Regions from separate parts of the Rattus norvegicus genome. Here region 1 is linked to region 2. The links are chromatin contacts, called in public Hi-C maps. All regions are on one chromosome and are shown on one strand. The core of a region is the stretch at or near the end of the contact, and the rest is flanking DNA. Distances in the headings are between cores, read along the strand shown.

Region 1 (3,796 bases), core at 677-3,176, 190 kb before region 2:
GGATCTGATGATTAAGTTATTTTCAACTTTGTCCCCAAATTTCTTAGCTCTGAATTAAGAGTAAATACTCCAGCAGGAGTAAAGCAGTCGGAGATTTTCCCCCTCGGAATACGTGTATGGTGTGTCATTGTGTACGTCTGAAAAAGTAAACTTACTGTCTGCCTGTCGCCAGGATAAAAAAAAAGTGGGACCTAATCAAACTGCTGTGGGGTCAACCCTTGTGGTTTTAAAGGCCCTTAATGTTATCCAGCTGCGAAATAAAAGGGACCGGGAGGGGGAAGGTAGGAGGAGTGGAGGGGGTTGGTGGGGTAGGGGGGGAGCCTGTGGAAAAGCACAGAGAGTCTGGCTTTTATTTTTATTTTTTTTAAGTGAGTTCAGTGCCAGCCTGGACATTGGGTGTGCGGACTATTGAGCCATTGTCTCTCCCATTTCCAGAGTAGCCCCCAGTTAATCACTTCGGCTTTGAAGGGAATTTCCTCGTGGAATTCTCCACAGAAAATCTAATCAACTGACCTGCCCTCTCAACAATGGAAGGCTTTTTTTCCCTCTCTCTCCCTTATTGGGGCGGGCTCTGTAATGTAGCCTTCTGTGCACAATGAACCCTCCCAGTAGGAGTGGAGAGCATGTGTGTGAGTGACTGTGTGTAGAAAGCGCACTATCTCGTGTCGGTGAGCGTGTGCTTACTCCGTAGCCAGATGCTGCTGTGCACTGGGACAGCCACCATCCCCTTGTGCCCGAGTAGGTGCCTCTGTCATTCCATGTCAAAGGTACCTGATTACCTTCCTCGCCTGCCAGATTTTTATCTAGATAATTGGAACTGCTATAGAGGCTGTGCCTTGCCAGCCAGCTTAGGATTTGGAGAACCAGAGTTTGCCCAGCTTATCTGTCCTTGCCTGGACAGAGGAAATTAAAGAGCCCCAGGGCTGGGGGGGGGCACACCCGCTTTTTTCAGCCCTAGCTCCCAGGTCCTGGGGAGCAGGACAGTGGACTGGTCAGGCCATCTTCTGGTTTGGGGTTTGAGATTTCCCCGAGCGCCTGCATGCTGTGCCTGGCATGCAGATACCTGCTCTCCTCCACGCCTGGTTTCTGGAGTTTGAAGCTACAGAAACTTTGCCTGGGTTGCCAGGACATCCAGAGCACTTTGTGGAAAGCGGGAGCTAGCACTGAGCCCAGCAGAGTGAGTGACAGCCTGTTTACAGGTTTCCTTGAAGGGGCCTCTGCTATATTTCAATCTGTCAAAGTTGCTTTTCTTCCCTTAGAACAATGCCTGATTGTTGTATGTGAGTGAGTGAGTGAGTGTGTGTGTGTATGTGTGTGTGCGTGCGCGCGCACGAGCACCCCCATGCCTGTGTGTTTCCGTGTGCGTTTAGAGAGAGAGAGTGTGTGTGTGGGGGTTGGTGGTTGAGGAAAAACAATTCTTTGTGTAAAAATGCTGTGACTGAAGTGTAATCATTTTGCTTAATTAGTTAATACTCACAGTTTGATCGGGGCTCCGTTATTACAAAGTTATTTTTTAATCAGCCCCGAATGTGTTTTGCACAATGATACTGGTGGCAGTGGTGTGCGTGCATGTGTGTGTGTGTGTGTGTGTGTGTGTGTGTGTGTGTGTGTGTGTGTGACTTTTATTATTTAGAGGAGGGAGAGAGCATGGGAGACTAGTTGACTTCTACCATTCAGTGATGTCCAGGAGACAGAATTAGGAGGAAGGGACGGACGCCCGGAGGTTGTCTAGTGCCTAGTAGTCGGAGTGTGCCGCTGTGCAGAGGGGGAGTAGCCAGACCGCTGTTGGAAGTGTACTACCCCTTTAAGAGAATGGTCAAGGAGTCCTAGGAGAGAGAGAGAGAGAGAGAGAGAGAGAGAGAGAGAGAGAGAGAGAGAGAGAGAGAGAGAGGAGGGGAAGGGGGAGAGGGAGAAAGGGAGAGGGGGAGAGAGAGAGTGAGAAGAGACAGAAAGAGAATCCATTGGTTTAGAAGGTTTGGACTGACTTGACAGGTTCAGTTGGAGCCGATCATAGGTGGCCGCTGTGACAAAGGGAAATTGTGCTTTTCCAGCATGCTTACTGACCCTGATTTACCTCAGGAGTTTGAAAGGTGAGTACTGTTTGGTTTTTTTCCCCCCCTAATATACTGAAGTGCAAACTCTTCATTTCGCAGTAGTCCGTGAATCCCCTGGAAGATGCCTCCCCCAGACTGTGTGTTAAAGCAGCTCTGAGCTCCGGTCTCTGCAGCCTTGGGAGCTGATTTCTGTTGTGGTTGCCCGGACCAAATTGAACTGATTTGCAAAGTCTCCTCCGAGCTTACTGCTAATGTTTTTAGGTTGCGTCGGATCACAGGCAGGAAATTAAATGAACATTAAGCATCTCTCTCTCTCTCTCTCTCTCTCTCTCTCTCTCTCTCCTCCCCCCCACCCCCTTTGCTGCTGCTCCCTTCCTCGGTTAGGCTCCCAATTTCTGCTTTCATTGATCCCCCGCACACCTTTTGTAGACTGCTAGCATATTCAGGGATCTCTGTCTCCTGTAATTTCCGAAGTGACACAAGGCTTAGGCTGTGGTGGTTAAAGCAGAGGCTGTTAAATTCCTGTTTGATCCTTCTGTTAAACTTTGGAAACTGCTCCGAAAGGCAGGACCTTTTGTTGATATGGGAGAGAGCCCTGCTGTTGTGGTTTTTTTTCCCCAAAGAAAATTTAACATCACAGTTAAATATCAGCAGATGATTCTCGATGTGTCTGAAGAGGGGAAGAAGGGAGCAAACAAGGCACCCCCCTCCCTTTTTAAGTTTAGAGGCTACTTTTGTTTTTGCTGTCTTAACTGAATTTTGATAAACTACACTTTCCGCTGTGCTCTGATGGAGGGAGTTAAGTGTATCTTTAATTAGTTGTTCCTATTTAGAGGTCCGTGCAGTTCCCTTCCATTTGATGTTGCTGCAAGTAACGTGGGGAGGGGGGGCTTTTAAAGAATTTTAGCCCTCCCCGTGTCCCTGTAATTATACATTACAATTTTTAACTTTGAGTTCTTATCCTCGTGCAAGTTCATTTTTTGAACTATAAATAGATTTTTGTTTGCCATTAAAAAGAACTCAAACTTCGTATTCTGTATGGTGAATTTAAAAAAAAAAAAAAAGCTAAAAAAAGCCGGGATGCAAGATACCCAGGCGTTTTCCATTTTCATGCAAGCTATACCTTCTGTGTAAACATTTGTTGTATCTGACTATGCAAGGCAAGCTAGGTGCTAGACCAGCTGGTTAAAAATATGCTAAGTCAAGCTGTTCATCACTCAAATGCCTGAATTTGATATGAAAAGACGAAAAAAGAAAGGACAAAGATTAAAACATTTTAGAACTGAAGCCACGGAAGAGAGAAAGTGTGGAGAGGAAAAGAAGCCTAGGGATGTGGTCACATTTTAGAGAAGCCACTGTGTGACCAGGAAAGAAAGTAAAATGTGTAATGTGTGTGTGTTGTAACACTGCCTTTCTCCGTCTCCCTCGCCCCTTAACGAAGAAGGTGGCTCTATTGGGACAGTTTCGAATTGATTTTTCCGAAGCACTGCATAGTAACTCTTCTAACTAGTTAGTTTTCCTCTACAAACATAGTATCGTTCCTCTGTGGATATGGAAGTTGTTCACAGTGAAACATATTATTGTCTAATGTAGCGATCTGTTAATTGATCAGAACCAGTTTCCCAACATGTGCAGAGGAACGTATCAATGGTATTTTTTCTTAATTGCAATTATATTATTATTATTTTATTATTGTTATTATTATTTGCAAATAACACTCTGATTTGTAACCTGTTAGCTGA
Region 2 (3,681 bases), core at 1,156-3,655:
AGACATGCACAAAACACACACACGGCCTACCTTCCCTGCATTCTTAGGTACCTCCTACAAATAGGAAGTTGCTAAACAAATAAACACAGAGTCCCATGGGGTCGTAGCTTGCGGTGTTCATAATGCTGAGTTCACACAGGAGAGGCTGAATGCAAGTAGGTGGGAAGGGACTGCTCTTGCCTCAGTTGGAAAATCCCCAAGGCAACCATACGCAATTCTGAATCTCCATTAACGTTAGGGCTGTTGAAATTGAAGCATCCTCAAGTACATGCTGAGTATGTGCCTGGATAGATGTGTCTGACGCTTGAAACACAAGTGCCGGCCATGGGAATGAGCACAGATGCATTTGGCACACGTGTGAAAGTGGACAAGGCGGGAAGACATTTACCTTGAATCTTTGAAGACTGACACATACCATTATGGTGCAGAATCAAAAGAAGGGAGTTGTTGAGTGATAGAGCCAGGAGGGAAAATTCAAGACCAAAAGTGGTGGAGGGTGGACTTCTAATTGGATTGAAAGGGTGTGGATGACACACTCTGAACAGGAGAAATAGAGGTGATATTAGAGTGTGCAGGTGACAAGAGGGTGTGAAGGACTGCTGCTTAAGAAACGTGTGCCGGGGGCCAAAATCAGGGTATTATTTACTCTACACCAAACAGCCCAGAACCTCATTGAGGATGCTAGTATCTTTGATGCCTTGTGGTTCCCTGAACTTTTTCCCAGCCACCCCTCTTTTTTGGCAAAAGGCTTTCTTTTACAGAATGATTGACAGTGTTGTTGCTACATCTCTGTGGAGAATAGTAGTTGAAACCCTTGCACATCTCACTAAGATGAGGCCCCGGGTAGGCTTTAAACAAGGTGTAAGTGGTTGCCGAGACCGACTGATGACTTGCTTGACAACCTGGCTCCTGGAAGGGTGGTTTCATCTTTCAGCTGATGTCAGATCTGGCTGCGATGGGCAGAAGGTTGGTCCTCCCTACCCCGGGTCCCACTGTGTTGTCACTGCTCTCTGTCTCTCCACAGATCGCAAGGCAACAGCAGCAGCTTCTGCAGCAACAACACAAAATCAACTTGCTCCAGCAACAGATCCAGGTCAGAGATCAGCGTTTCAGCGTCCTCCCACTTACAGTCCGTCGTTCCTTAGGCTAACATAATTTAATGGTGGTGACCCCCAAGCTGGAAGTCATTTCTGGCCCAATTCTCTCTATGTTGTCTGTGTGGTACAAATTTCAAGTGGTGGCTCTGTCACAGACGACCAGACGTTGTCTGGCAGCCTCTCTCTAAGGAAGCTGCCAGCAATTTCTACCTCATGCCTAGGAGGGCTCATCGTGGAATGCTATCTATTTCACTGATTTATGCTTTAGTGTTGGAAGATGAATCTGCAAACATTCCTAGTCGGGTAGGTGCAAGGACCCAGCAGAAAGCTGCACTGGGTTTGGTTAGAAACTCAGAGGTTCTGTTGACATCAGATCGTAATCCTAGTGGGGCAGAGAGAAGGCTCAAGGAACAGTGCGTTGTGGCAGATCTTATGGTGGTATTGCCTGGGGAAACCAAGTCCATTTTTATTCTATGTCCACAATGTTAACGGACATTAATAAGGAAGGTGCCTGCCATGGTAGTGAGTGATGAAATTAATCATCAGACTTCTAATAATCGCTAGAGACATGAACTTTGTGCACTTTGAACTGCCTTTTCTGGTAGCACTTCTGTCTTAGAGATTTGGAGAGTAAATGATACCATCATGAAAAGTCTAGTACTGGAGTCCAGTGAGGTGCGATCCCATCACCCAAGGTGGAGGCTAGGCGCCCAGGAGTACCAGGGTTGCTTAGGATACATAAGACCTCATCTCAAACATTAAAGAGGTAACAACCATCACCTTCCCCATAGGGTCAAAATGTAGGGCATCTGCCGAGCATTTAAAATCTACTATCCAAGGATCTAGAGCATGGACCAGTACATGTACTTCTAGCTTCTTGGAGTATATCTATCTGCCTGGATGCAACAGTTGGGTCCAGGATTAAATTATTTTTTTCTTCTCTGGGAAGGAATTCATCATTCTCTCGAACTTTTCTCTTGAGGGTGTGGTATTTTATATTGTAAACATTATAGAAGCAGATGCAAAACCGATTTCATTCAGTTACCAAGGAGGCTTTGAATTATTTGAGAACTACGTTTCTTCCCTTTCACCTGGTGGGGTCAGCTACTCTCTGTCCTAGAACGCTCAGGCTAGTGTTTAGCCTTTCAGGGTCCACCCTAGGCAGGAACTGCCATAGCCTAAATCGCACTTGCTATCTGAAAACAGTTATCTATTATTCTGATCTCAGTCTCCTTGTGTTGCTGCACAGTGTAGAGATGTACATTCCACCGGGGGTTACTCATGCCCACTGCGCCTTCTGGGTTGTATTGTGCCATTGTTGTTGCGTCCAACCTCACGAAGCAATGTGCTCCAGTTACCACATCACGGAACACTGAGCTGTGCAGTTGTCTTGGCCACAATTAAGCTGCCCCCGAAACTCTTTGTTGTAACTTCAAATACTAAAGGCACTCGAGGCGTTTGCCATTCACCCTAGGTTGGACAGTTGTACTCAAGGAACTCGACGGGTTTGTTTGAAGACTTGCAGCTAGAGAGCTTCCCACAGCCCTGGCTGGCATGTTACAGGACAAAATGATGCTATTTCTCAGTGTTCACCTATGTCTTTAGTGTGATTCTCTGAAGGTGAGGTTAATTTCGGCATCTTTTCCCCCACTTGAAACATTTCTTTCAGCTGAAGGAAATGAATGAATTTTTACCTCTATGCTCAAATACCCACATTAAAATCACTCTTGACCTATGAATTTTATCTTCTTGACCCTCATGAACAGAACGAAGATAAGTTTGGCTCTGGAATTGCTTATTATTCTGATGGAAAACCCCCAACGCAGATTCGCACGTGAACTGGTTTCCTTAAATTTCTGAGTATCAATTCTTTATGAAATGTCTTTGGCTCTTAAAAGCAACATTTGTTCTGAAATTCATAATTTTAATTGGATTGACCATTCTTTTTGTATATTTCTTGGTAGAGGTTTGGTGGGGTTAACTTCTTCTGACAGGGTGATTCACATGACTCCTTGAGGTTAAGAGAAGAGTTAAAGGCTTCTGTTATGTTTTGATCACAAACAATGATCTCTGTAAACAAAGCATTTGTCATAACACGAGAACTTTCTATCTTCCCTCGAGAACATATCCAGGTCTCTATGAGAAGTGGTGCTGGGACCGTGGAAGAGTCAGCCTTCTTTTTTCTACACAGCAGCAATATCTCCTAAGACCTCTTAGTCTTAAAAAAAATTGACAGCGTGTGTTTCCACCTGTTGTATTTAGCTCTTAGTGCACAATAATAAAGAAAATGGCATTCACAAAGATTACAGAAAGGGCTATCTTCCCAGGTTTGTTTGTGTTTTGTTTTGCTTTAGAGTCTTGTGTTGTTCCTGGCTTTTCCTTTTTTCCTCCACTTGAACTTTCTACAGTAATAACTTTTTATAGCGTATTTCCTGATTTCCTTTTTACAGTAAGTCTCACTCCCATCTGATGTGGATGTAACTCTGTTCCACATAATAAACCAAGGCTGGCAGTCCATCTTGACCTGGGTCACTGTATGGACAGGAAACTAAGTGACCTCCACTCATCTTTTCTATGACAACAA

The links. A called contact is a pair of places that touch in the nucleus more often than the background predicts.
Region 1: a contact with region 2 is called in a Hi-C map of Schwann cells, with 4 times the contacts expected there. The contact joins the promoter of Sox5 here to the enhancer-like site in region 2. A contact is called at or near these places in 2 of 12 Hi-C or Micro-C datasets (Schwann cells and kidney).

Annotation. Positions count from the first base shown.
Region 1 is chr4:178,888,579-178,892,374 of GRCr8, reverse strand. Sox5 (SRY-box transcription factor 5) reads left to right here and starts at 1,926. Exons shown (of 15, transcript NM_001271267.2): 1 at 1,926-2,090. The coding sequence starts at 2,053.
Region 2 is chr4:178,699,260-178,702,940 of GRCr8, reverse strand. It overlaps Sox5 (SRY-box transcription factor 5), which reads left to right. Exons shown (of 15, transcript NM_001271267.2): 6 at 1,025-1,093. Among named protein-coding and RNA genes, the nearest start is that of Sox5, 190 kb to the left of the region's middle. Within about 2 kb of position 2,405, at least 1 of the 93 cell types and tissues checked has an H3K27ac peak or open chromatin away from gene starts, as enhancers often do. A contact at or near this core is called in Schwann cells, where this site is marked.